Linked DNA regions of Sus scrofa: regions 1, 3 and 4 are each linked to region 2. Evidence: chromatin contacts called from public Hi-C and HiChIP or PLAC-seq data. All regions are on one chromosome and are shown on one strand. Each heading gives the region's core, a stretch centred on a gene start, on an enhancer-like site or on the middle of the called end of the contact. The rest is flanking DNA. Distances are from core to core; before and after follow the strand shown.

What was found. Hi-C and Micro-C count contacts between places; a contact is called where the count stands out from the background. HiChIP or PLAC-seq counts read pairs in DNA pulled down with a chosen protein or histone mark.
Region 1: a contact with region 2 is called in a Hi-C map of alveolar macrophages, with 3 times the contacts expected there. The contact joins the enhancer-like site here to the promoter of GADD45A in region 2. A contact is called at or near these places in 2 of 5 promoter capture datasets (fetal liver and liver), 26 of 47 Hi-C or Micro-C datasets (adipocytes, alveolar macrophages, blood and 15 more) and 2 of 2 datasets of contacts at active chromatin or transcription factors (alveolar macrophages and skeletal muscle).
Region 3: a Hi-C map of liver shows a contact between it and region 2, with 3 times the contacts expected there. The contact joins the enhancer-like site here to the promoter of GADD45A in region 2. A contact is called at or near these places in 1 of 5 promoter capture datasets (liver) and 4 of 47 Hi-C or Micro-C datasets (liver and skeletal muscle).
Region 4: an H3K27ac HiChIP or PLAC-seq map of skeletal muscle shows a contact between it and region 2, with 5 times the contacts expected there. The contact joins the enhancer-like site here to the promoter of GADD45A in region 2. A contact is called at or near these places in 1 of 5 promoter capture datasets (liver), 9 of 47 Hi-C or Micro-C datasets (embryonic fibroblasts, fetal heart ventricle, liver and 4 more) and 1 of 2 datasets of contacts at active chromatin or transcription factors (skeletal muscle).

Annotation. Positions count from the first base shown.
Region 1 is chr6:144,867,138-144,873,979 of Sscrofa11.1, reverse strand. All of the region lies in intron 2 of GNG12 (guanine nucleotide binding protein (G protein), gamma 12), which reads right to left. Among named protein-coding and RNA genes, the nearest start is that of GADD45A, 74 kb to the left of the region's middle. Within about 2 kb of position 4,684, at least 44 of the 83 cell types and tissues checked have an H3K27ac peak or open chromatin away from gene starts, as enhancers often do. A contact at or near this core is called in alveolar macrophages, embryonic fibroblasts, fetal liver and 4 more, where this site is marked.
Region 2 is chr6:144,940,978-144,947,640 of Sscrofa11.1, reverse strand. GADD45A (growth arrest and DNA-damage-inducible, alpha) reads left to right here and starts at 3,552. Exons shown (of 4, transcript NM_001044599.1): 1 at 3,552-3,884; 2 at 4,410-4,511; 3 at 4,752-4,989; 4 at 6,166-6,663. The coding sequence starts at 3,841. The coding sequence ends at 6,279.
Region 3 is chr6:145,022,877-145,030,625 of Sscrofa11.1, reverse strand. No RefSeq gene overlaps it. Among named protein-coding and RNA genes, the nearest start is that of GADD45A, 83 kb to the right of the region's middle. Within about 2 kb of position 1,900, at least 16 of the 83 cell types and tissues checked have an H3K27ac peak or open chromatin away from gene starts, as enhancers often do. A contact at or near this core is called in liver, where this site is marked.
Region 4 is chr6:145,063,804-145,070,810 of Sscrofa11.1, reverse strand. LOC110261213 (a long non-coding RNA gene) reads left to right here. Exons shown (of 2, transcript XR_002345157.1): 2 at 2,064-2,302. Among named protein-coding and RNA genes, the nearest start is that of SERBP1, 120 kb to the left of the region's middle. Within about 2 kb of position 1,805, at least 21 of the 83 cell types and tissues checked have an H3K27ac peak or open chromatin away from gene starts, as enhancers often do. A contact at or near this core is called in liver, mesenteric adipose tissue, retroperitoneal adipose tissue and 1 more, where this site is marked.

The DNA of each region.
Region 1 (6,842 bases), core at 3,435-5,934, 75 kb after region 2:
TGGATTAGATAAAGAGGGTGACAGGCCAGAATGCCTTTGGATACAAGGATACTTTGCAGCCTGAGGCCCTGGGGAAAGAAGACATTAGAAGACATTTATTTCCTCACATCTGCCTAAGTCTGAATTTGCTTTTTGACCCCAACACTGGGGGTGGGGGGGGAGCTCTAAGGGAGTCTGATTTAAATGTATGACATATACCTTTTTTTAAACTTCAGAAAACTCAAAGAGCCATTTGAATAAAGGCCCCTGTAACGGTTAAGTTACTTCTATTTATCAATAAGCTCAATTCTTTGTCTTTGGAAATAGGAAATAGGAGCAAAGTAAGAAGGCAGGCCAGTCATTGAGCTTTTTTCAAATGTATTGTCCCTAAGAGGTGTGGGGACATCAGTCAGGTGCTAAATAACTTCCTGGAAATATGTCAAGATGGAAAAAAAAATGGTATCTATCTGTGAGAAGTGAAAATGGTGAGAACTAGAATAGGGTAAGAAGCCACTTTGAATGTGTTAGTGCGTGTGTATGGGGGGGGAGAAGGGGGGAAGGTGTGTAGGTGGGGGGAGGAGGCAGACATTCTCAAAGGGCTTTTCTGGAATGGTAACATTACGGACAATAATCTGAACAGTATTTACTGGGTTCTTACTAAGTAGCGGTGCTGAGCTGAGTGCTGTACAGGGACTACTTCATTTTATCTTCACACCAATCCCATGCGGAGCTGCTACCATCTGCACTTGACATATGGAGAGACGAAGGCATGGAAAAATTAAGTCCATTGGAGCAAGTGAGTGAGTGCTGGGTTCTGACCCTAGAGAGATCGACTCCAAACCTTGGCTCTCAAACGCTGGTCCGTTAGCCGCCTTCTAAGATGGGTCCAGGTAGAGCTGCCAGGTTGGGATCTGCTAACAGCTGCAGGCACGTCTAGGGTCCCAGCTGAAATTCTCAGGGTTACCTGTGGTGTTTCTTCACTGGGCCCCACACCCTCTCAAGCACTTCTCTAAATAACTGATTTTCAGAGCTGTAAAGAATGTTCGGAGAAGAGCTGCCAATCTGTGGTCTGCTGAGAGAGCCCGTGTGTCTTAGTCCAGGTTTAGGGAAACGGATAGGCCGGGTACGGGTCCAGAATCACGAATGTGTACCCGCTGCTGGAGGAGCAGCTGCTAGGAGGCCCCAGGTGTCTTTGTGAGGCGCTCTATACATGCTACCTTGTTTCCTCGCCACAAGCCTACCAAGTGTGCATCAGACCCACGGGACAGAGCCAAGCCCAGAGGGGTCCAAGCACTTGCACCAAATCGCACACCTAGTAAGGGGGAGACCCAGGATTTGAACCTCGGCCTCTCTAGCATCATCCTCTCTAGCATATCATCTAAAGGAATATGTGATCCCACTTCAAACCATAACAGGGAGTAGTGGCTACAGTCTTAGAGGGCAGCCGGGCTGTCTGGGCTTGATCAGCGCTGCCACCTACTCGTTGTAGGCCTGAAGGCAAGTCGCTCACTTTCTCTGTGACTCTTTCCTCATCTTTAAGATGAGCGTAATAATTGGACAGATCCTCTCGGGTTGTGTTGGGGAATGAATGAGTTAATACTTATAAAGTGTTCATATACACAAGTGTTTGGGAAATGAACAAAACCACCCCTCACCCTCTTACAGGAGCATCTATATACAGATGACAAACCAGCCAGGGGTGGTGAACATCATCAATGGAAGTTGTATCTAGATTAGTTCTCAAAGGAGTTTCCATTGTGGCTCAGCGGATTAAGAACCCGACTAGTAGCCATGAGGATGCGGGTTCGATCCCTGGCTCCGCTCAGTGGGTTAAGGATCCAGGGTTGCTGTGAGCTGTGGTGTAGGTCACAGACGTGGCTTGGATCCTGTGTGGCTGTGGCTGTGGCCTAGGCTGGCAGCTGCAGCTCTGATTCAACCCCTAGCCTAGGAACCTGGGAACTTCCATATGCCACAGGGCATATATATATTTCTATAAAAAGAAAAATAAATAAATACATACATATATACATACATACATACATAAGTTCTTGCAGGGGCCAACACGGTAAGCCCAGCACAGACACTGGCTATGGGGTCCAGCAGGCTTTTGATCTGAGCTGTTAAACTGAAGAACACGTGCGGAATAAAGTCTGGGGCTTTCATCCCAGATTGGACTTGAATTAGCTGTGCCACTTGGAGAAGGAATTTCATTTTTCTGGGCCTTGGTTCTCCCACGTAAAAGCTGCTAGCTCTGTTGAGACGAGGTGACATGGCACAGGGGAGAGAGGACAGAAATGGGTCCAAATGTCTTGGGTTTTGGTTCTCCCACATAGGAACTGTATAACTTTTTTTTTTTTTTCTTTTTCTTTTGTCTTTCTGGGGCCGCACCTTTGGCACATGGACGTTCTCAGGCTAGGGCTCAAATTGGAGCTATAGCTGCTGGCCTACGCCATTCTGAGCCTCGCCTGCAACCTACACCCCAACTCACAGCCAGGCCAGATCCTTAACCCACTGAGTGAGGTCAGGGATTGAACCTTCGTCCTCACAGATACTAATCACATTCGTTTCCGATGAGCCACAACGGGAACTCCAGAACTGTCTAACTTTTGATATTGAGTGAGCTTCATTTCTCTGAATTTCAATTTCCTCTCCTCCAAGAAGAAGAAAATGGAACCCTCCCCAACCCCGGCCCAGTATTTCACAGAGTTACAGACCAATAAGAAAATGAATTTGAAGCCCCCTGCCAAAGACAGTTCTATAAGAACATCTATTTCTGGATAGTAGGTGGACCCTTAACAAATATTTGTGGCAACAATTCTATGACTTACTATGATCTGGAATAACCCCCCCTTCTTTCTCTGTGGGTCCCTCTAGAATCTAAGGTCCCTGAAGGCAGGATGTTTCTGTCTATATTCCCTAGTGAGTGAAAAGTAAGCACTTAAAAACTATTTGACTGAATTAGCAGAAAGTAGGAATGCATGAATCAATGAATAAATGACTTTGAAGTTGTAGGAGGAGCAAAACAAGACTGACCTAAAGATTTTAATTAAAGCCAAAGTACTCAGAGACAGAAATATCTTCCTGATATGCAGGTACAAAGCTCTCACACATCACAGACTCCTCTGAATTCTTTGGGGAGGTGGCCTGGGTGGGAGACCGGCAGAGTTAAGATACTCAAAGTGGTTAAATTAACATACTCAGCAGGTACGCTGACTTTCTAAAGCTGAATACCAACTGGGATAATTAAAGGATAGAGCCTTGTCCTTTTAAAAAAAAATTGACTCCCCTATAAACTACCAGGTGACAAAGGTATAATTGTAAGGATACATAAGGAAACTTTTCTTCTCTGTTCTTAATTTAAAGAAGTCCCACTTTACCTCCAAGCTGAAGGATCACACAAATCTGTCAGAACTAAAGGGAAAGTTACAAAACACTATTTTTTTTTCTTGGTTTGATTTGTTTTTAAAAATTAAGCCTGCAACATCCTTTTTTCCCCCCAGTCACCAATTGGACCCAGGCTGGGAAGTGGCTTGTTCCCCGGGGAGGATCCGGAGAGGGGCAGCTTCTCAGCAAGGAGACGGTCACTCCAGCTCTGCCCTGAGGGATGGAGGAATGCCCAGGAACCTCCTCCTTCGTTACTCTTTGGCTGTGTGGCTGAAAATAAAATCTGCCTTTTTTTTTTTAATGCTGTTCTAAAAATAGGGGGGTTTGGCTTAAATCCGCCAGTTGGTGTTTTGATTTTTAAATTATGTGCAAAAAATCATGCTTAAGCCCTACTGAGCACCAGTAAGTAACTCAGGGACGTTGCAATTTTATTTTGATTTCAAAGTTCTAAAATGTTCATCGTCTTAGACACAGGGAGAGGTGAAAGGAGATAAAAGGAGGGTGACAAGGATGTTGAAAGCTTTAACTTCAGTTTGAAAGCAAAAGGCAGCTAGACATCCCTCAAACCAATAACATATTTTAAAAGATTTTGGAGGCTGGGGTTGTGGGGCGGGGGGGGGGAGGGGAAGAGAGGATAATTCACTCAAAAGAAGTGGAAGAAAAACTGGTGAGTTTTAATTTATATTTTTCCTGGGGTCATTTCTGGAACCCAACTTCATACACACAAAACGGCAAAAATGTAGCTTTAAAAACACAAAGACTCTTCTCGGTGTTGGGTGATACAAGACGTGGTCTTTGAGAAAAGAGTTTTAACGTTTCCCTGATTAGGCACCACTCATAACCAGAAAGTATCTCAAGAACGATGGTGTTATTATAGCATCTTAATGAATGAAGATTCATTCCACATGAAATGGGGCTATTTTTAAAAGGCTGTCATATAATGGGAGGGGAGTGAGTGGGGAGCATTTATAAAGAAGCCAGTACCAGCGCTATCTGTTTCCTGACAAAAAAAACTGAACTGCATCAAACAATTGACTTCCCCAGTGCATTTGAGTGTCACAGTTTTCAGCTAATCTCTTGCGGACCAAGATTTGGAATTCTGGCGTGTGTGGGTAGCACCATGTGTGAACTGTCTCTCCTCCTCTCCCCGGAACAGACACCCACAAACCGATGGGGGTGCTCTGAAGGTTAAATTGGATAGATCCATTGTCCAGGAATGTACGCTATGCGAACAATGTCAGCTCCCCGTGCCAAGGCAGAGATATTGTGGGACTTGAGGCTGCTGGCCACGGGGAGAAGGATGGTGGGGCGTTGCTCTATTCACTGGGGCCAAGTGGGAACCTGCGGTGAGTGGCTGCAATGTTTCAGTCTCCTAATCTGCAAAGAAGACAAATAATTACAGAACTGGCTATATTAAAACCAGAGACTCTTAGTCTGCATGCAGGGGGAGGGGGGTGGAGAGAGGGAGGGCAGGGATCAGAGAGTGTTTTCCATTTTAGGGAGGACAAAAAAGAAAAAAAGTCGTCCTGCAAAGGGGATCACGATTTGCTTTGTAAAGGGCTCTTCCGTTTGCAAAAGAGTTCTGCTGAAGAAGGGAAATCCTGGGTAGTTAAGAGTTTGGTTTAAGATCAATAAAGAGATCCCGGGCTTTTTAGATGCTGGTGACAGAGAAAGCAGTGCGAGGAGGCAGGCGGCCAATCAGAGATCAATCTCACAGGAAAGTCAGAGAGGGCCAGCAAAGATACCAGGGGCGTCTGGGAAGACAGAGTTGGCTTTACAAAAATCTCCTTTATACATTTTTTTTTTTTTTTTTCTTCAGAGAAACACAAGGGATGTGAGATCGTCAATGGAGGCATCGAGAAGGGGGCAGGAAGCTGGGGGGGAGGGGGCAGCCAGGAGAGAGGGTGGAGGAAGGGCCGCAGGCTCTCCCCGGGGGTGGCAGTGTCTTATTTGCACCCTCTGAGGGCTCCTGAAAGAATTAACATGCGCTGCCATTCTTGTTTTTCCAGTGGTGACTTCATCCAGTCCCTGCAGAAACTCAGAATTAAATGTCATGGTTTTGTTTTTGGGGAGAGCAACCACCCCCTACGCCCCAAGGAGGGAGTTCTGCATACCGCGGAGGGCACGCGAGGACTGAAGCGTTTGCGGAGCCGCTGATCATTAACGCGCTGAGTTCGGAGGCAGGAACTGCCCCTTTCTTTGCTGACTCTCCCATTTCCTTCTATTGGATCCTGCCCTGCCCTGGTTTACTTTCTGTTTCTCCCACTCATTTCCACGCATTCTTCCCTCACACAGCGTCCAGGAGAGCCTCTTCCTTTCTGTAGACGAACGGGGCACTTCCCTCTCAAATCCTCCTTTTTTCAAAATGAATTCATCTCGACTTATTTTTCCAAGCCCCCTCCCTCTTCTCACTGCCGGGCGGTGGGGGAGTTCCTCTCCTTGCCCAATAATGCAGAATTAAGTTGAAGAAAGCTCTGTGAGAAACTGTAGGTAAAAAGTTGTTCCAGGAGTTCCCATCGTGGCTCAGTGGTTAGCGAATCCGACTAGGAACCATGAGGTTGAGGGTTCGATCCCTGCCCTTGCTCAGTGGGTTGAGGATCCGGCGTTGCTGTGAGCTGTGGTGTAGGTTGCAGACGTGGCTCGGATCCTGCGTTGCTGTGCCTCTGACGTAGGCTGGCGGCTACAGCTCCAATTGGACCCCTAGCCTGGGAACCTCCATATGCCGCTGGAGCGGCCCTAGAAATGGCAAAAAGACAAAAAGACAAAGAAAAAAAAAAGTTGTTCCAGAGGCAGAGCCATCTGGCAATTCCATGTGAGGGCAGACACATCTGAGTCTGCAGCTCAGTTTTGTCACCTACTAGCAGTGGCTAGGTTACCTGCCCTTCTTAAGCCTCAGTTTTCTCATCTGCCAAATGGAGATAATTATGTAAAAACCTTGCAAAGGGCTGAGAGAGATTTGAATGAGACAAGCCTATGAAGCATTTCCAATTGGTGACCACAGTAAATGCTCCATGAAAGTTTGCATTATTATTGTTATTTAAACCCTCTGGATAGGCGTGCCCCCCCTCCTTCCCCTACAGCCTCAGGAGTAACCAGGAAGCTAAAGAACAGCATCATATGGAAGCCTCGGGTGCAAGTATTTGCTGACTCAGCCCCGGGGAAGTACCCTCTGTACTTCTCAGAGGCAATGTACAGAATGGAGCAAAGAGCCTGTGTTTAAGGCATTTCCAATCAGGACACAGTGGTTGATCTGGAGGCCTTACCTGGCAGCCCAGCCCCAGCCACATTCCCCTCTCCACAGGCTGTCAGCATTCCCAGGGGCCTGTAGCACAGCCCCAGACTCAGGAATTTTACAGCCAATTTGCTCCCTCCCCCCATGTCCCTTCTCCCTTTTGGTGACCTCAAGGCTTGAGCTCAATGAAAAGCAGCAGCTCTGCCTTACAAATAAGGCAAGGAGCCTGCGTGCCATCCCGAGTCAC
Region 2 (6,663 bases), core at 2,303-4,802:
GATGGTTCAAGAAACTAAATGTTTATGTTAAGTTCAAATGGAAGTTTTTATTTAAGAAAGGACACATTTTTAGGTGTAAAGTAAATCCTGTCTGAATGATCTTTTCTGGGGGGAAAAATGAGGGAAATTTGGAGCCTGTAGAAACTAATACAACAAATATATCAGGAACCTTCTGATTTTTAACAATAAAATATTAGTTCTAGGTAAGCAGTTAATACTTATGATTTTTTTTTTTTTTTGGTCTTTTTGCCATTTCTTGGGCCGCTCCCGCGGCATATGGAGGTTCCCAGGCTAGGGGTCGAATCGGAGCTGTAGCTGCCAACCTATGCCAGAGCCACAGCAACACAGGATCCGAGCCGCATCTGCAACCTACACCAGAGCTCACAGCAACGCCGGATCGTTAACCCACTGAGCAAGGCCAGGGATTGAACCCGCAACCTCATGGTTCCTAGTCGGTGTCATTAACCACTGAGCCACGATGGGAATTCCAATACTTATGATTTTTAATGATAAAATATAATATTAGTTCTAGGTAGGTAGTTGATACATCTGTCATAGACTAATTGATTGCCTTTAAAGTGAATAACAATTTAATGCTAACACAATGAGCGTCATATTTCTTTCAGATATTAAAAGACTAATTTTTGAAAGAAAGTTATCATTCTATACTATAGAGCTAGTAGTAGAAATATATGTATGATAAAACAAAATATCAAAATGACTCAATATATAAAGCAGGTAGCTGTGAGTTATTTTAATAACTCAACAATTCTTGAGTATATATTTGCATCTGATTTCCAAATATATAAACATTTAGCATCCTTATTAATATTACTAGAAGGCCATTCCAGTTCTGTGCAGCTGAGGTGCATGGAGTTACCTGGAGTAATTTTAAAAATGATTTTTCATATTGGAATTATTAAAAAATATGTATATGTAATACACACACACACATACACTGATCTAGGAATATTCTTCTGATTTACCATTGTTTATCATTGGATACCATTCTCCCCCAGGACTAATAAGCATTTGTGAAATGGATCATCTATGACATCCTAATGTATAACTGCAGTCTAGCTGTGGCTAAATGCAGCTTCTACTTCCAGTTGGGAACACTAGCTTTGAAAATGATCATTGATGAAACAGTCTAGGTAGACTCAGCAATGAGGCAAACTGGTGTAACATATCTGAGTCGGAAAGTATGACAAATGAATATTTTTGAACACTGGAAGGCTAGGCTTATCTCACAGAGAACAACCCCACAACACTTGACCAAATCACTTTCCCATGAGACCAAATATAGAATGCAGTATATTTTGGGGGAGAGGGAGACCTACATTAGGAAGTAATCCTTTTGTACTGCACTTTAACTGCATATAGTTGACTAGGGTGGGGCAGTATTAGGACCTGGTTCATTTGAATTGGAATAACAATACATGGGTTCTACTGTCCTACAGTTTCCGTTCAGATGACTGAAGTCATGGGACTTTCAGCATAGCTGGCTGATGACAGTGCATACTATTTTGTCCCCAAATACAGTACAAGCATGGACATACCAGTTAGATGGTAAGCACTTTAAAGGCAAAAGATCAGAAATGGTGCAGTTCTTGGTATATTATAAGACATCACAAAAGTGTTTGTGAACTAAAGTTAAATGTGAATTAAAATTCATGCATTGCACAGGACTGCAGGAATCTGAGATCTTGGTGTTCAACTCTCAGATTCTGTTTAACTCAGGGAACACTGGCGGTGCTTCTACTAAATGCAGAGATTGTGCTAAGTGCCAAGAACACCAAGGTGATGAAGTCAGAGTCCCTGCTGTCAAGAAACTCTCTCCATTCCCTAATTCTTGGTCAGCTTGCTGTGATCACACTTTCTTCCAAAAGCCTCTAAGAAAGGCCTGGTGGATAGAAACTTGGGAGTTCCACAGAACACAGTTCAACAATCTCCGAATGACGACTCAGGCCAGGTTGCATAATTCAGGTTTGTTTGCAAAACTGAATGTACTTCAGCACCTACATACACATCAGCTTAAAGGAATTCTTTAACAAAGATACTGTATATTAGAATCTAAGATATAGATATGAAACATACCTTACACTCCTGGGTAAATTATGCATTGGCCGGCACCATTCCTTTACTCAAACATTGTCCCTTGCTGACAACGCAGTTAGGGATTAAGTGCAAAATGGCAGCTCAAATAAATGAGCCAGAAAACTGACCGATCACTTTTCTTTTCCACTAAATTAAGATCAAGAGAGCTGGAGAATATTTTGTCTAGAATGATGCAAACATACGGGTGCAAAAACTCATGTAGCTTAGCAAAAAATTACTTCTGTGATCTTTGTCGGATGCAAGCATCGTTTTGAATGCAAGTGAGCATTTTTACCACTTTTGGTGACTTCAGTAGGTTTAACACTTATTTTTGAATTTATTGCATAAACTCGTAAAACAAAGGACAGAACTTTCAACCTATTCAGTGAAAATCTATACATTCGAGCTGGCTTTTAAAAAATGTATAACTACTGCTTTCTTTCCACCCACAAGTTGCCATTACCTCAAAGGTGAAATTTTAGCATATGACTGAAAAGTCCTATAACTGCAGCTTCATGATTCAGTCTCTAACATCAACAATTCACAGTGAGATCATAGGCTCCCTGTGGAAGGTAGTGACATACTTGCTTTATGCAAGGAAGCTGAGGGCATATTGAAAGCATCTTGAATTTAGACACACTGCTTGTGTGGGTGTCAGACATTTGTGTCTTAACTGGTGTCCTGCAGAAGGATCCTCCTTTGGGAAAGGCTGTCTGAGAAAGGTGAACTGGGGCTGTAAGGCTAGGATACACACATGTGGTAACCAGCTCCTCCTCAACATGGTTTTCCAGAGTTACCCCGGGCAGGTGGGACGCCGTTCCGCTTTGTGTGGAAAGGATTCCAGCTTGGTTCCCTGCCACCACCAGACACAAATGTGTTGATTTTTCTTTTTTGAGCTTCCAACCCTTGCAACCTTCCAAAAATAAATCAAACCAGCCATCAGGGCACCGAAATAATACTACTACTAATAAGCAGCTTTGCCGAAACTTAAATAAACAACACTTCTGAGGTAAACTTTGCCCCAGAGGTCTGGACACTTTTTATGTAACCTGCTTATTAAGAATTACTAGACCTGGACGCATTAACCCTGAAAATAGATCTTAATAGCAGCCCCCAAACACAAAAGACATGAAACGACAATAAAGAAAAAAAATGTGCACCAACTAGAAAAACATTTGGCAGCTTACTCCAGCCCAAGCTGAAGACACCCCCCCCACCCCCGCAACCACCGCAAACACCGCCTCTCCCATCCGCCCCGCCTTCAGGCTAAGACAGTCCGCTCGGGACCCCGCCCCCCCTTCCCTGCCCCGGCCCAGCCCCGCCCCTTAGGCTCGCCTTTCACGTGGCTCCTCCCCCTTCCGCTCCTCACAGCCTTGTTTCAGCAGCTGGGGTCAAATTGTTGGAACAGGCTGATTTGCATAGCCCAATAGCTGCGCGTATGCAAATAAAGCGGGTGCTGGTTGGCTGGGAGTTGGCAGGATAACTCTGGCGAGCGGGGCCTTTGTCCTTCAGTGGCTGTGAGGCAGCTGCCGTGTCGGTGTCGTGGCCCGAGGCGAGGCGGGGGCCCGCGAGCCCTAAGGAGGCCAGCGAGCGATCGAGTGGGGCGGGAGGGGCGGACGGCGCGGCGGCAGCGGGCGCTGGAGTAGCCTACGAGGGAGCGCAGAGAACAGGCGCCCGCGCGCTCGCGGTGGCAGGAGCAACCCGCACGCCGCTCTCTCTCAGTAGGGGACTTGCAGTTGCAATATGACTTTGGAGGAATTCTCGGCTGGAGAGCAGAAGACTGAAAGGTAAGTGGGCCGGCGCCTCTGCCTGAGCTCTGCTCGTCGTCCACTGCATGCACCTTAGCGCTGCTGGGCTGTGCACGGTTTTCGGGGGGCCAGAGGTTAAAAGTTTGCCGAGGGCACCTTCTCTCCCGCCTTTCTTCCCTGGGAACACTCCAGAGGCGCGCGTGGACGTAAAGAGCGTGCCCCCCCTTCCACGCCGGTCGAACCCCTTTAAGCTTTTGCAAAGGGCAGAAGTGACCATCCCTGCCCTTGTGGCTCCTGAGGCCGGCAGCCTGTGGCTGAGCCCAGCGCCAACGACTGGCACTGCCCTCAGGAGAGGGTGGCGGGTGCCACTCACGGGGTTTCTCACAGGACTCTGGACGTAGGAGGGGTCATGGGAGGATGACAGCCGGGAGAGCGCCGGGTTTTGCACAAGGCCGAGTGCGCGATGGCCCTTGCACTCGGGAGGGAGGGTGCAGGGCGAGGGGGCGGTAACGGCCAGGCGTGGCCCCGGGCTGACAGGACCCTCTTCGCTCTGCCTGCTCGTAGGATGGATAAGGTGGGGGATGCCCTCGAAGAAGTGCTCAGCAAAGCCCTGAGTCAGCGCACAATCACCGTCGGGGTGTACGAGGCGGCCAAGCTGCTTAACGTGTAAGTGTGGCCCTGGGGTGTCTCTCGTGGTACTCCTTCCCGCCTCAGCCCCGGGAGGTCGCCTTCGCGGGGCGCCCCTCACCCTGCAGCGCTCCTTCCTGCCACTTTCCACCTGCCCCGTGTCTGTCCGAGGGGCAGCGAGCGGGCCAGGGCGCGATCCCCCTCGACCCGGGCGGGGGGTGCGGGCTCCCACGCAGCGGGTCGTGCCTTTGGGCTCACCGGCCGGGTCCCTGCTCGCAGCGACCCGGATAACGTGGTGCTGTGCCTGCTGGCGGCGGACGAGGACGACGACAGGGACGTGGCTCTGCAGATCCACTTCACCCTGATCCAAGCGTTTTGCTGTGAGAACGACATCGACATCCTACGAGTCAGCAACCCCGGCCGGCTGGCCGAGCTCCTGCTCCTGGAGACGGACGCGGGCCCCACCGCGAGCGAGGGCGCAGAGCAGCCCCCGGACCTGCACTGCGTGCTGGTGACGGTAAGGGAGAAGGGGACTGCAGCCAGGTCGGGGTTAGAGTCCTGGCAGGAAGTCCAGATGGGCTAAGAGTCGCCTGATTGCAGATCTGGAATGGGTGGCGGTCAAGAACGAGGCGCCTTTGCCCTGTTATAGAGTGTGGCTGGACTTTCAGCCGAGATGTGCTAGTTTCATCATCGGGATTTTCTCTGGTACAGAACATGTCTAAGCACGTTGGAAGCTGCCAGAAGCGGAAGGGATCCTTGTGAGTCAGCATTGTCAGCCCAGCTACTCCCTACCTACATCTGCACTACCTCCCGTGACTAATTCCTTTAGCAGGGCAGATTAGATAAAGCCAAATAAATTCCTGGCTCACCCTCATTAAGGAGTCAGCCTCATTCTCTGCCAGTCCGAGCTAAAAATAGAAATGGTGTAGGAGACATACCTTATTAATTCCCTAGAAATACCTTAAAGAATAGAGTGGAATTTTTTTGTGTGTGCAATTTTGCATTTTTTTTTAAATGGCGCCTCCTCTATCTACCAAACCAAATAAACCAACCAAAACCTTGGTAGGTAGAGAACTTGTGTTTACAGAAGTCAATGTGATAGTTTTGTTTTGTACCTTTTATTGCATTTTGGCTGATCTGCTTAAGTGGCAGCCTAATTATTTTGCTACTCCTGAAAAATACTACTCTCTTTTGGGAGGATAACAGGTGGCAATCCTAGTTAACTGCTATGCAGCTCTCACCTTGTAGTAGCACAGCATGGAAATATTTCTCACAGTTGTTTCACTGAGGTCTCTGCCAAGGTACAAGTTTGGTAGGACAAGCCTGTGAATAATAACTCACATGCAAAAATGAATAAATATTATCATGCAAACATATATACACACATACACACATATATATGTGTGTATGTGTATATATATACATATACATATATATATATATATATATGGCTCAGTGGGTTTTGCATGTGTTCAGTCTTTGCAGAATACAGCTTAGTAAAGAATTATCCTTAACGATTTTGCAAGAAACCTCGACCACTTAGAAATTTTACTTTTTATGCTTGGAACTGGTCTCCAAGTCATACAGCCAAAGTATTGAATGTTCAGGCATTTTCCTCTCAAAAGTGGTGTAATTAGCAGCAAATGCTGATTTTTTTTTAATAGTAAATTTATTTTTCTAAATTTGTTCCCAGAATCCACATTCATCGCAGTGGAAGGATCCTGCCTTAAGTCAACTTATTTGTTTTTGCCGGGAAAGTCGCTACATGGATCAGTGGGTTCCAGTGATTAATCTTCCTGAACGGTGATGGCATCTGAATGAAAATAACTGAACCAAATTGCACTGAAGTTTTGAAATACCTTTGTAGTTACTCAAGCAGTTACTCCCTACACTGATGCAAGGATTACAGAAACTGATGTCAAGGGGCTGAGTGAGTTCAACTACATGATCCAGGAGCCCGAAGATAGATGACTTTGCAGATGGAAAGAGGTAAAAATGAAGAAGGAAGCTGTGTGGAAACAGAAATGCAAGTCAAAAGGAACAAAAATTACAAAGAACCACGCAGGATGGAAAACAAAACTATGTATTAATTTAGGATGGTTGGAGTTACATTTAAATAAACCAAATATGTTTTGTTAAAGTTTAAATGTTCAGCAGTAGTTTGGGTATTTTGGGTTTATATGCCCTCAAG
Region 3 (7,749 bases), core at 651-3,150, 85 kb before region 2:
TGAAGCCTACAAGCCTAGAACATGGGCCCTGTTGCACCTAAGTCCCCATCTGTCCATCCAACCCTTGCACCCCTTCTCCCATCCTATACATATCTGACAAATATCTGCCAGCATGGTGGCGTGGACCAGTGTGGCTGTGTGTTCTGAGTCATGGCTCTGCTTTAGAACTGCTGTAGAATTCTTGCTGTAGAATTGCCAGCAAGTCAGGAATCCTCCTATTCCTCATATTCTAAACGTACAAAAAGCGCTGGATAAGAGTACTTCCTAGAGTTCCTGCAGGAGAACTTCAGGAAATGCTGCCTGCCTTAAGCCCAGGTGCAGAAGGCAGCACCAGGCCCAGGACATTCAACTGGGAACCCCAGGTCAGGGACCCCGCCCTCCAGTAGGTCACTGCCCACTGGGAGAGATAGCCATTAACAAAATATTTACACTGACCTGTGCTATGCTGCATGATGATAAGTGAGTGCCCAGAAGGAAAGAGGCCAGTGGAAACTGGTCCTTTTTGGAGACAAAGGACAAACTCTTCCCCCATTTCCAAGCCCCCCAGGCTTCCATTTACATAACAGGTGAAACTCTGGATAACCTATCTCAGTCCAAGGGGAAGGGTTACTCCAGCATTTACATGTAAAGATTCTTGGCTAATTCAGGGTCTTCTAAACTCATCATCCCCTTTAATTCTTAGAATAGAATCAACTGTCTTTTTCTTTCAGCCAGACAGACCTATGAGCAGGTTTTAGGCTATATTTTTAAAACTCTTTTTATGGCCACACCTGCAGCATATGCAAGTTCCTGGTCTAGGGGTCGAACTGGAGATGCAAGTGCTGGCTTACACCACAGCCACACTGGATCTGAGCTTTATCTGTGACCTTAGCCACAGCTTGTAGCAACGCTGGATCCTTAACCCACTGAGCGAGGCCAGGGATTGAACCTGCGTCCTCATGGAGACTATGTCAGGTTCTTAACCTGCTGAGCCACAACAGGAACTCTGGATTTTTTTAATTAAAAAAAAAATTCCCAAGTGATGCCTTTTAAGAGTAGAAGCAAGGCACTGGGGGAAGATTTGAGGGTTTATGGGAGTTGTCATCTGATACACACATCAACTCTCTGAGAGCAGAGCTGTGTCTATGGCTCAGCATTGTACCCCTGGGATACACAGTACCCATTCTCCCTTGCCTGTCATAGATAAGCAGTTTTCTTTAAATGAAAGAGTTCAAGCCAACCAATATTTCAAGCAGTGATTATATCCCGGGCACTACTATTATTGATTTAAAAACACATGTATTTGGGTCCAGCATGAACATATCTAAGCCTCACAGCCCTGAGGTAGGAAGTATTATTCCCATCTGGGCAAAGGAGGAACCAGAGTCTCGAGGGTATTGAGTGTTCTGCCTAAATTCTCACATATAGTAAGTGGCTGGCAGGATTGACCCTACGTCCCTCTCGCTCACTCACGGAACTCACTTGACCTCTGTGTATTATTAACCGCTGTTCATGCAGATCAGCCTATGTTTCGAAAAGAGAGATAAGAGTTGCCCCTTTCCCTTGTTTCAGTTTAGAGCAGGTGCACACATTTTTCCCTCCACCCCTGAAGAATCACAGAATTCTAGGGCTGCAGGAGAATGAGGTAGGTCTTCCTCTCGGTACTGAAGGCTTGGGTGGAATCTGCAGAAGCCCCTTCCAGGAGCTATAAGGAGCTCTCTGGTGAGTCCAAGGGGCAGAGCCCACCCTGGCCAGCCCTCTGCCAGCCTGCGGTCCTTGCTGGCCTTGCTAATTAGATCTCCTTTCATCTACTGAGCTCCAAGAGCTTTTACCCACATTAACTTGTTAATCTCAGCCCCATCCTTCTGATGCAGATGACAAGCATAATTAGGTCTAGTCAGGAGACAAAACAGAGCCAGGAGACAGCGGCAGAGCCAGAAGAAAAACACTGGGTCGCCAACTCCTCCTCCTCTCTGGCTCCCTGTCTCTCCTGCTGACAGAAGTGTTTTCAGTTTGCCTGGAATTGGCTTCTGCCCTGCTTGTCTGTATCCCGGGTCTGAAAATAAAGCCTGTTCGGCTTGCCTCTCAATGCACAAGTTTGGATGTGCAAAAATATCACATTGTTTTCTTTTCCGTGGTAAAGTTCACCTCAGTCTAATTTGGGCCCTTCATCCCTCTGGGCTGATGGGAGACTCCAGCTCAGCTTGTATGGGTGCTAATTGCACCACTTGCAGCATGGGTTCGAAGGCCCATAAGCAAAGGCACACTTCTTGGCGGTCTTGCCCTCAGTCCTGGATCCACAGTGGTGGCGACTGAGATGTCCGTGAACTGTGCCTTGAGATGCCAGCGCTCTGTAGCAAGAGAATGTGGGCCTGGTGAGTCATGGCAACAGTCACACCCTGTGGTGCTGCAAGGAAATGGGCCTCGTGTCCTCCTTGTGGCACCCTCAGAACTCTTATCACCCCTTCACCTCAGAGAATCAGCCTCTGCCACGTAAGGCCCGTCCAGCTCTCCTCCCCAGCTGGGATGCACTGCGCAATCCTCTCTGTCTCCTCTCTTATAAAAGCCAGAAAGAAGAATGGTCTCCTGGCAGCTTTGGTTGAACAGATGCCCCTTAGGCATGGGACCCATGGGTCAAGTTGGGAAGAGAAGGGGACAGAGACCTAGATTTCTCATCCACTTTTATTTTACAGCAGAAAACAACCAAAAGGACAGTCAACAGGCCTGAAGTCTTCCCTCTGTCGAAACAATGTCCCCAAAGAGAAAACAAGATGTATTAGTTTGCTCCCGCTGCCGTAACAAAATACCATAGACCGGCGGGGGCGGGGGGGGGGGGGAGGCTAAACAGCAAAATTCATTTTCTCCCTGTTCTTGAGGATGGAAGTCTAAGATCAAGGGGTCAGCAATTTTGGTTTCTTCTGAGGCCTCTGTCCTTGGCTTGAACACAGCTGTCTCCTTCTGTCTTCCCTCTGATTCCTCCATGTCCTTCTAAGGACATTGCTCATATTGGTTTAGGGCCAGCCCTGATGGTCACATTTTAGCTCAATCACCTCTTGGAAGACCTTATCCCCAAATCTAGCCACCTTCTGAGTGACTGGAAATTGGGACCCCAACATATGAATTTTGAAGGGACACAATTCAGCCTATAACACAAGGGTTAATGGTGTTTTAAAAGAATTCCCCATCTGCCTCCTTTGCCCTCTGTCAGGCAATCACTTCCTGCCAGGCTTTGGGATCTACAGACTTGGTTTCAAATCCTTGCTTCAGTGTTTCCTGGCTCTGTGGATTTAGGCAAGTTATTTAGTGTGTCTGGACATCAGTGTCCTCATCTATAAATGGAAATAATAATAGTATCAACCTTGGAAGGTGTTTTCTGGATTAAATGAGATAATAAAACACTCAGCATAGTGACTAGACCTTAGTAAGTGCTCCCTAAGGAAGGCTGTTCCCCATCCATCCCTCCCTGATGAATCCCAGCCCTGCCTTGAAGATTCAGCATAGAAGCCACTTCCTGCAGGAAGTCCTCCCTGATGTTCCCAGCTTGAATTGGGAGCACTTCCTTGATATTTTCTTGACCATAACATTTACCATGCTGGGTTGTAAAAGTCAGCACTTGTATTCCTTGGTGCAGGGACTCACCCAGGAGGCAGATTCCCAGTGTCTCATTTGTCTTCCTTACAGCTTCCTGTCAGAGGCTGGCCTGCTGGTTTTTATCCACTGCTGGGTGCCAAGTAGACAAGCTAGGAAAGAGGAAGGCAGAGCTGGGTGGATATGGGGGAATGGGGCTACCTTAGAGCAGTGTTCCCTACCCCTGCACTGTTGACCCTTTGGTCAAATAATTCTTGTGGATGGGGGGCTGCCCTGTGAAGGAGGGTGAGCAGCACCCCTGGCCTCCACTCACTAGATGCCAGTAGCACCACGATCTCAGAGTTGCAATGACCAACCATGTCTGCAGACACTGCCTAATGTCTCCATGGAGGGGAGAAGGGTGGATGAAAACAGACCTATTTGAGAACCACTGCTTTGGAGTGACTCTAAGGCTTAGATCAGTGGTCCTCAAACCACTGCACTGGAATCCTGGAAACACAAATTGTTTCTTCTGTGAGAGTTTGAATGTGTCCCCTCAAAGTGCGTATGTTGAAACCTAACTCCCATGGTATTAGGAAGTGGGGTCTTTGGGAGATGATTAACCGATGAGAGCAGAGGCTTCGTGAATGGGACTCATGTTTTTATAGAAGAGACTGAAAGAGAGACTTTTGCCCCTTGCACTATGCGAGCATCAGTGAGATGTCTGTGCCCCAGAAGAGGGCCCTCGCCTGACCACACCGGCCCACGATCTCAGGCTTATAGCCTCCAGACTAAGAAATACATTTCTGTCGTTTATAAACCATCCAGTGTTTTGCTGTAGCAGCCTGATCAGTTGAGGACGATGCCACATCCCCACAATTTCTCACTCAGTTGTCTGGGGTGGGACCCGAGAATTTGCATGTCTAATGAGGTACTGCAGTTGCTGCTGGTCTGGGGCCACTCGGGAACCAGTACCCTAGAGGTGGCAAAGCACTGGTCTCCAGAACGCTAAGAAACATGTCCCTAGCTCCTTTTGGCCTGTGATTAGAGCTGGCAGGGAAAAGAGAAATCCCCAGACTTGGGCCCTCAAGGACACACATAAGACTCCCCTCAGGCTGCAGGGAGCTGGAGACTGCAAGGGCGGGGGAGGGAGGGAAAGAGCGACCTCAACTCAGGTCAGCCAGTTGCAGAAAAACAGCTCTGGGCAAAGGCCAAGGGGTGGGAGGGGCTCCTGCTCCACCCCTACCCCTGTCCCCGCCCATCTTACCCACAGAGAATCCAGCAGTCACCAGAATTATTATTTTTACTTTTTATTTTATATTGGAGTATAGTTGACTTATTGTGTTAGTTTCAGGTATATAGCAAAGTGATTCAGTTATACATATATCTATTCTTTTTCAGGTTCTTTTCCTATATAGGTTATTACAGAATACTGAGTAGAGTTCCCTGTGAATAATTCCCTGTGTTATACAGTAGGTCCTTGTTGATTATCTCTTTTATATATAGTAGTGTATATACATTAATTCCAACTTTCTAATTTATCCCTCCCCCTGCCCCATGTTTCCTGTTTGATGACCATAAGTTTATTTTCAGTCTGTGAGTCTATTTCTTTTTTGTAAATAAATTCATTTGTATTGTTTTTTTAAGATCTCACATAAAAGTGATATCATATGATGTTTGTCTTTCACTGTCTGACTTACTTCACCTAGTAGGATAATCTCTAGGTCCATCCATGTTGCTGCAAATGGCTTTATTTCATTCTTTTTTAGGGCTGAGTAATATTCGATTGCATATATGTACCACATTTCCTTTATCCCTTCCTCTCTTGGTAGACATTTAGGTTGATTCCATGTCTTGGCTATTGTAAATAGTGCTCCAATGAACATTGAGGTGCATATATCTATTCAAATTATGCTTTTCTCTGGATAGCTGCCCAGAAGTGGGATTGCTGGATTATTGGATAGTTCTAGCTTTAATTTTTTAAGAAACCTCCATACTGTTTTCCACAGTGGTTGTACCAAGTTATATTCCCACCAGCAGTGTGGGAGGATTTCCTTTTCTTCACACCCTCTCCAGCATTTATTGTTTATAAACTTATTGATGATGGCCATTGATGGCCATTCTGACTGGTATAAGGTGATACCTCATTGTAGTTTTGATCTGCATTTCTCTAATAGTTAGTGATGTTGAGCATCTTTTCATGTGCTTTTTGGCCATTTGTCTTCTTTGGAGAAAGGTCGATTTAGATCTTCTGCCCATTCTTTGATTGGGTTGTTTGGTTTTTTAATATTGAGCTGCATGAGTTGTTTGTATATTTTGGAGACTGATCCCTTATCAGTCACTTTGTTTGCAAAGATTTTCTCCCATTCCGTGGGTTATTTTTTGTTATTTTATTTACTATTTTATGTTATGTTATGTTATGTTATGTTATTTTATTTTATTTTAGGGCCACACCAGGACATATGGAAGTTCCCAGGCTAGGAGTCAAATTGGAGCTACAGCTGCCAGCCTATGCCACAGCCGCAGCAATGCGGGATCTGAGCTGCGTCTGTGAAGTATACTACAGCTCACAACAACACCGGATCCCTGACCCACTTAGCAAGGCCAGGGATTGAACCCACATCATCAAGGATACTAGTAGGATTTGTTTCTGCTGTGCCACAGTGGGAACTCCTCTCTTTTCTTTTTTAAAATGGTTTCCTTTGCTATGCAAAATCTTTTAAATTTTTATTTGTTTTTTTAATTTTATTGTTTTATTTTTTATGGTCACACCCACAGCATATGGAAGTTCCCGGGCCAGGAAGTGAATCTGAGCTGCAGCTGTGACCTGTGCCACAGCTATAGCAATGCAGGATCCTTTAACCCACTGCATCATGCTGGGATTGAACCCATGCCTCCACAGTGGACAAGCCACTGCAGTCATATTCTCAATCCACTGTGCCATAGCAGGGACTCCCTGTTTGTTTCTGTTTTATTTTCATTACTCGAGGAGTTGGATTTAAAAAGATATTGCTGCCATTTAAGTCAAAGAGGGTTCTGCCTGTATTTTCCTTTAAGAGCTTTACAGTACCCAGTCTTACATTTAGGACTTTAATCCATTTTGAGTTTATTTTTATATCTGGTGTTAGAGAATGTTCTAGTAGTATTCTTTTACACACAGTTGTTCAGTTTTCCCAGTGCCTCTTATTGAAGAGACTGTTTCTTCTCTACTGTATAGTCTTGCTTCCTTTGTTGTAGATTAATTGACTATAGGCACATTGGTTTACTTCTGGGCTTTCTATCCAGTTCCATTGATCTCCGTTTCTGTTTTTATGCCAATATCATACCATTTTGATGACTGTAGCTTTGCGATATAGTCTGAAGTCAGGGAGCCTGAATCTTCCAGGTCAGTTTTTCTTTTGCATCACCAGCATTATTTAATACAGATTTAGTGAGCACCAGCCAGTGTAAGGTACTCTTCAGGTATGAGAATATATGAAGACCATAATAGAAAAAAATTCTTGCCTTCACAGAGCTTATTTATGTTCTGATGTGGTGAGACAGAAAATAAGGATACTGAGCAAATTGTGCAACATGTTAAAAAGTAAAATATTCTATGGAAACAATAAATCAGAGCAAGTGGGGCTGGAAGTGGGAAGTGGGAAAGTGGCTAGTGGTGGGGTGCTGGGAAATGTTTTCTGGGGGGAAAAATCCTGATTTGTAGCAATGGCCAATTTCAAGGGTATAAATATTCTTGCTGTGGCAGATTGCAAGCTATGAACATGACATCATTAAACATAAAATTGGAAAGAAGTGCACAGTCCAGAATCTTATACAGTGTTTCTACCATATAGATATAGAGGATGTAAATAACCTTGAGTAGAGTTAACAGCAAAACAGCAAAATTTAATTAGGAAGTGATGAGTTTGGGTTTGTTTTTTTTTTTTTTGCTTTTTAGGGTCGCACCTGCAGCATATGAAAGTTCCCAGGCTAGGGGTCGAATTGGAGCTGCAGCTGTCTGCCACAGCCACAGCCACACAGGATCTGAGCCGCATCTGTGGCCTACACTGCAGCTCACAGCAGCACTGGACCCCCATCCACTGAGCAAGGCCAGTGATCAAACCCACATCCTCATGGATGCTACTGGGATTCCTTTCCGCTGCACCACAACAGGAACTCCCGAGTTTGGATATTTAAAATCCTGATTTCTAATATGATTCATTT
Region 4 (7,007 bases), core at 556-3,055, 120 kb before region 2:
GCTTATTGGCTGTGTGACCTGGGACAGGTTATTTGGCCTCTCTGAGCCTTGTTTTCCTGTTTGTCATTTATCAACTGTCATGAGTTTATGAGGATTACGAGATAATTAATATATATGCTCAACCTAGTGCCTGTTGCATCCTAAGACTCAAGGAATTGTTGCTATTTTATGATTATTAAGTACAAAACAATCATGTTAGACCTTAACAAATTCAGTTCCAGAGCACCCGGTATGCATCAGGAGCCATGTTTGGCTCTGGGGAGGTGTAAAGAGAGAGATTGTCCCTGCTGTCAAGGGGTTCCTGGGACAGGCTGTCAGTAAGTCATTACAATACTATGAGGGAACCACAGGAGCAGAGACACAAAGGGGTGTTAAGAGGGTAGAGGCACGTGGGAAGGGTCAGTACAGGTTTCTGGAGAAGAAGATGCCTGAGCCGGGTACCAGGGAGAAGTAGGAGTCTGCCAGGTGAGGAGATGGAGGGTGAACAGACCAGGGCAGAGGGCTGGAGGCATTCCAGAAGAGGGGACAGCTTGAGCAAAGGCTTGTGCAATACTCAAGGTGTTGTGTGAACGGCCTTGAGGCGGGTGGAAACATCTGGGCAGAAGAACTCAGGGCTTGATGGAGAAGAGCCGAGTCGGAGATTTGTGTCCTTCCCTCTCCAGCTGTTAACAATGGGGAGGTCCTGCCCTTCAAAGACTTCACTTCCTCATAGGTAGAGGTTACACAGGCTCCTTAACAGGGCTGGCTCTAGGCGTAAATGCTTCTGGGCTCGTACAGCAACAGGAGTGTCTGCAACTCTGTCTCTTGCACTCCCCCCCACCCCCCCGGGTCCTGGGTGACTTGAGTATCCCATGACTTTTGAGTACTCAAAGGGTATCATGCTAGCTCGCCTAGCAGAGTGCTTGGCGTGTGCCAGACCCAGGGGTAAACACCCCTATTCTTATTCAGGCTTCACACTGGAGGAGCTAAGCTCAATCCCCATCCTTTCCTGGGGTGTCCAGGGCTCGCTGAGGGGGCTCCCAGCACTTGGAAAATCCTGGGCAAATCTGGATGAGTGGGTCACCCAGCAAATGGGAACAAAGGAATTTACCAAAATGCAGTCCTCTTGCAGGCGGATGGCCTGGCTGGAATTTGAACCTAGGTGTGTATGCCCTTAACCACTGCATTATTACTTAAACTGAAAAATGATGTCCCTTCAAAGCAGCCTAATCGCTGGACTCTGATTCATTCCCAAACAGACGGATTAATCTCCTCTGTCTCTAAACTTACTAATTCTCCTTCTGCACAATGGCACTGGCATTCAGTCTTAGGATATGACACCCATATTTCGAATACTTCAAATATTGTCCTGCGGATAGACTGTAAACAGAGACATGAGCCGTGGGGGAGGTGAGGAGAGGGGAGGGGATGGGATGAGGCCACGGCCACCAGCACCTGTTCCCCCTGGGACTGCAGCCGAGTATCATCTCAGGCCCTCTGCTCCCATCACCTCACTTCCCTCCAGAGCCAGAGGCACCAGCTCCAAATACTTGGCAGGCCCACCCTGCGAGCCCTGCAGTTGGGCAGCAGCTGTGAAATGAGAGTCCAGGAGGGGCACCGAGCTGAGCAGGGAGCAGAAGCCCTCAGGGTCTTTGCTTTCTTTTCCAAGGCACATTTGAAACCAGCAGCACGCTGGTGCGAGGCTAGCGGCCCACAATGCAGGATGAACTGGATGCCTGCTGGGCGACAGGCAGGACAAGGGCAAAGTATTATTTACTCCCTGGGAACAGGTGCTGCCCGGGACTCGCAGTCCTCTCTTACTTGACTTCTCTGCCCACGTGTCCCAGCCCTTCTCAGAGGCAGCTCCTTCCAGTGCCCCACACAGCCCCAGCCCTCCGCACTGTCTCGTTCTCACCTCCTGGCAGCGCACAACTTCCAGGATGCCGGTGGTGGCCCAGCTCCCGCCTGAGACATGTGCTTGCAGGAATCAGCTCGTTTTACATAAGCTGTTGGTGCAGATGTCAGGTGATAACAACGTTTGGGCCCCAGTTAACCTTGGGGCTGCCCCGTCTGTGCCCACGCAGATGCATCAGAAGGCAGCAAGGGGAAAATTGCGGAAGAGCAGGGGAGAAAATAACACTGCACGCAAGCGTCTTTGTGGACCGGCAAATTCATCTCTGGAAAATGCCCTAGACCGTGAACCAAGATCAACTTTTTTTATGAGACGGGAAACAAACAATCATGCAGGCAAACTCCAACTACCACCAGCTGGTTTTTCCTCCCCTGATTATGTGTTATTTCCTTAAAGCTCTGGTTGGTAAACATGCACGACTCTTCTGTTGATTCACAAAACAATACAGAAGGCAGTTAAGATTTCTTTGCACAGTTTGATTAAGGACAAATATAGAAGGGAAGTGAGTGAACAGAAGGCCTGGAGGGCTTGTTTGGCCATGAACTAGACCACGTGCTGTGTTCACCCCATGCCCCTCTTCCCAAACCCCATGACCCTCAAAACACATCAGTGCCGACTGTGAACCAGCTCCTCGGCCCAGGGGTGCAGAGAAAGCAAAATGCTCCCGACCTGGCAGTGGAGGGAAGACAAATATGCAGATAATCACAACACATGGCCCAGGGTCGCAGCTCCACAAGTGAGGAAAACCACACGCTGTGAATTAAGAAGAGGATACAATTGCACGCGGTTGAGGATCTCTGAGAAGATGGCCATGTGGTGTCCTGGTTCAGACCCTCATCTTCTCTCCTGGACCAGAGAAACTGTGTCTTCAGTAGCATTCTGCTTCCAGGCTTGCCCTTACTCCAGTGCACCTTGCATCTTGCTGCCAGGGATGTCTTTCTAACTTAAAAATTGGACACAATCCTCCATTCATTTTAAAACCTTTATCGACCCCCAGCGCCCCAGGATAAAGACTAACCATCATCTAGCCTCCACCTCCTTCCCCAGCCTCATATTTCAAACTCATCTTTTCAAACCATTTTCACTCTATCAGTGATAAACCTTATGTCATTTGCCTTTCCTTAGATTGCCTCCCTGAACTGAGCTCCTGCTCATCCTTCAAAATCCACTTTCATATGACCTCCTCATAGTATTAATCATGCTTTTTTTTCTGTGCTCTCTGACTTGTACTTGCGATGTGGATTATATGCTTTATTTTCCTACTAAAACACTGGAGCCTCTCAGGGTAAGAGTCCTGTATAGTTCAAGGCTGTATCCCTGGCATCTAGCATAATGCCTGGCACTTAGTCATGCTCAACACATGCTGCCATGTTTCCTTTCCACCAAGGGAAAGTTGACACCCCACTTGGGACTGGCCATACATCCTCAGTGCTCCCCTTCTCCCTTTCTGGGACCTTTCCTCTGCGTCCTTACCATATCTTTCCAAGGCCTTGTGTTCCCTGCAACCTCAGCACCCTCCTCTCCCTGCCAGCGGAGGAAAAAAGGTCTGGTCTTGGGGGAAAGAAAATTAAGCTTTTCTAATGATTTAACTTGTTCTGTCTCCAGCTCACAACCTGTCCCTTGTTATACATATTGAAGGACTCTTCAATCTGATGGGCTAAAGAAGAGGGCCATAAAAGGGGAGGTATTAATCTTAATTGGTCTTCTGTGTCTCTCATGTCCTAGCTCCTTTGGTCCCACAACAATCCAAGGGACAGGGTATTTTTACCTCCATTTTATAGATTAAGACAGTAAAGCTCAGAAACAGCAAATGACTGCCCACATCACTTACAGGATAAGTGATGGAGCCAGGACTTCCGATCGTCTGATTCTAAGGAGCTGGCCCCTTGCACTTTATTATATGTAGGGAGTGTCTGTGGAGCTGGGGAGTCTGGTGTTTCTTAGTCACTTTCCAAAAATGGAAAGCTACTCTCCTGATTATTTCTCTACCCTAGAGATCCCATGTTGAAACCCTACTTCTTCTAAGATGCCCCTGTCTGATTCAGCCAGCCCGGGTTGATCTTCTCTTTTTCTCACCTCCCATTGCTCACTGTGCTCCTGGGTTAGGGATGGATTCTGTATTGCACTCGTCTTGAGCTGTTTCTTTATCCTTTTCTTTTTTCTTTTCTTTTTTTTGGCCATGCCTACAGCATGTGGAAGTTCCCAGCCAGAGATCAAACCTGCACCACAGCAGTAACCAGAGCCATAGCAGTGACACCACCAGATCCTTAACCTGCTGAGCCCCTAGGGAAATGCTCAAGCTGGTTCTTGTGCACACATCTTTTCATCCCAATCCAACAGCTGGAAACATGGATCATCCTCCCGAGACAAGATCTAGGACAATCCCAGGCACATGGCAAGAAGCCAACCGATAAATCCTTTTATTCCCTAGACACATTGATTCATAGATGCAGAGCCCTCAGTTCTATTCTACCTTCAACTCCTTTTGTGTTCTCGGACAAGTCACTTGCCTTTCTTTGGACCTCAGTTTCTCACCTCTAACGTAAAGAGGTTCAACTAGAAAAATCTTTTATGATAGTATCTAACAGCTATATAAGAGTTCACTCTGTGCCAGGCATTGTTCTAAGAGCTTTCCACCTACTAACTCATTTAGTCCTCACAATGGCCCTTGGAGGCAGACTCTCTCATGATCTCATTTTATTGGTTCAGGAAACCAAAGCACAGAGAGGTTAAGTAAATTTCCCTAGGCCGCACAGCCAGTAAGTGGCAAAGCCTGGGCTCAAAGCCAAGCAATATGGTTCCAGAGTCCATGCTCTAACCATTACACCATATTTCCTCTCTTAGATTTCTTTTTGTTTAAGAACATTTTATTTATTTATTTATTTATTTTTTTTGTCTTTTTGCTATTTCTTGGGCCGCTCCCACGGCATATGGAGGTTCCCAGGCTAGGGGTCGAATCAGAGCTGTAGCCACCGGCCTATGCCAGAGCCACAGCAACGCGGGATCCGAGCTGCGTCTGCAACCTACACCACAGCTCACGGCAACGCCGGATCGTTAACCCACTGAGCAAGGGCAGGGACCGAACCCGCAACCTCGTGGTTCCTAGTCAGATTCGTTAACCACTGCGCCACAACGGGAACTCCAGAACATTTTATTTTTTAATGATTTTTATTTCTTCCATTGTAGTTGGTTTACAGTGGTCTGTCAATTTTCTACTGTACAGCAAAGTGAACCAGTCACACACACACACACATGTGTATATATATATACATTCTTTTTCTTTCATTTTCCTCCATCATGTTCCATCACAAATGACTAGATATAGTTCCCTGTGCTATACAGCAGGATCTCATTGCTTATCTACTCCAAATGCAATAGTTTGCTTCTGCTAATCCCAGCTGCCAGTCCATCCCACTCCTTCCCCCTCCCCCTTGGCAACCACTAGTCTGTTCTCCAAGTCCATGCATTTCTTTTCTGTGGAAAGGTTCATTTGGGCCTATATACTCTATTCCAGATATAAGTGATATCATACGGTATTTGTCTTTCTCTTTCTTTCTTACTTCACTTAGTATGAGAGTCTCTAGTTCCATCCTTGTTGCTGCAAATGGCGTTACTATGTTCTTTTTATGGCTGAGTAGTATTCCATTGTGTATATATACCACATCTTCTTTTTTTTTTTTTTGTCTTTTGTCTTTTTGTCTTTTGTTGTTGTTGTTGTTGCTATTTCTTGGGCCGCTCCTGCGGCATATGGAGGTTCCCAGGCTAGGGGTTGAATCGGAGCTGTAGCCACCAGCCCACGCCAGAGCCACAGCAACGCAGGATCCGAGCCGCGTCTGCAACCTACACCACAGCTCACGGCAACGCCGGATCGTTAACCCACTGAGCAAGGGCAGGGACCGAACCCGCAACCTCATGGTTCCTAGTCGGATTCGTTAACCACTGCGCCACGACGGGAACTCCTATACCACATCTTCTTAATCCATTCCTCTGTTGATGGACATTCTGGTTGTTTCCATGTCTTGGCTATTGTGAATAGTGCTGCAATGAACATATGGGTGCATGTTATCTTTTTCAAGGAAAGTTTTGTCCAGATATATGCCCAAGAGTGGGGTTTCTGGGTCATATGGTAGTTCTGTATTTAATTTTCTGAGGTACCTCCACAGTGGTTGTACGAGATTTCTTTTTAAAGTGTAAATGTCTCTCTCATTCATTTCACAGCCATTTACTGACCCTCTACTCTGTATCAGTCACAGGTACACACTGTAATGGGCACCAGAATACAAAATCCATTAAGCCCTTGACCTTACCCGTGGGGTCCCTGTGGTAGGCTAAGGAGAGGTAGCTGAGTAACCCTGAGCCATCTAGCTGTTGGGGAGAGCAGGGCCAGCTATAGTACATGCACATCTGTCATTTGTGTTCCCCAAAGTTGCCCCCAATTGGATTTTTCAGTACGGCGTTGTATTTTCTCATGGATTCATGTCGTAACTCAGAGATCTTTATCAGGAACAGGGATTAAGCACTGCTAACCTGGGGATGCATTGTTCTGGCATCTGTATGGCGGTTTGTTGGACCCAATTGCTTAGACCTCATTCAAGCCCTCCTCCCAGTGGAGTTTCCAAAAGTCTCCTTTCATCTCATCCCCTAGCACCACCCTCCACAGGCCTCCTGAAGTCTAGACTGAAGCCTCTCTCACCTTCTTGGCCTCGGTCTCTGTCTCGCAGTCCCACTCATCCTGCTTGGCTCATCACAGAATCCACCTTCATGAAGCCTCTCTTGATTCCCCTAATCAGATGTAATCACTGCCTCCTCACCCTTCTGTGCAGAGTTCAAGTTCGTCACAGGCAAGAACATGTTTTATAGGCAATTTCCCCAAGCGTGCAATGCAGTAGTTCCTGGTACAGAGCCCTGTAGAAACTCTAAGGCATAGTAAAAGTCACAGTTAACTTGGTGGAAAAGTCCTAATTTCTAGCCTCTTTTCTATTTAACACTTCTGTGACATATGGCAAGTCATTAAATTTGTTTTAGTGTTTGTTTCTTCTGATAGCTAAAGAATATAGAAATGTGTAAAGAAGGTCTCAATTATCTGTAATTTCTACCATCCAGTGATGATCACTCT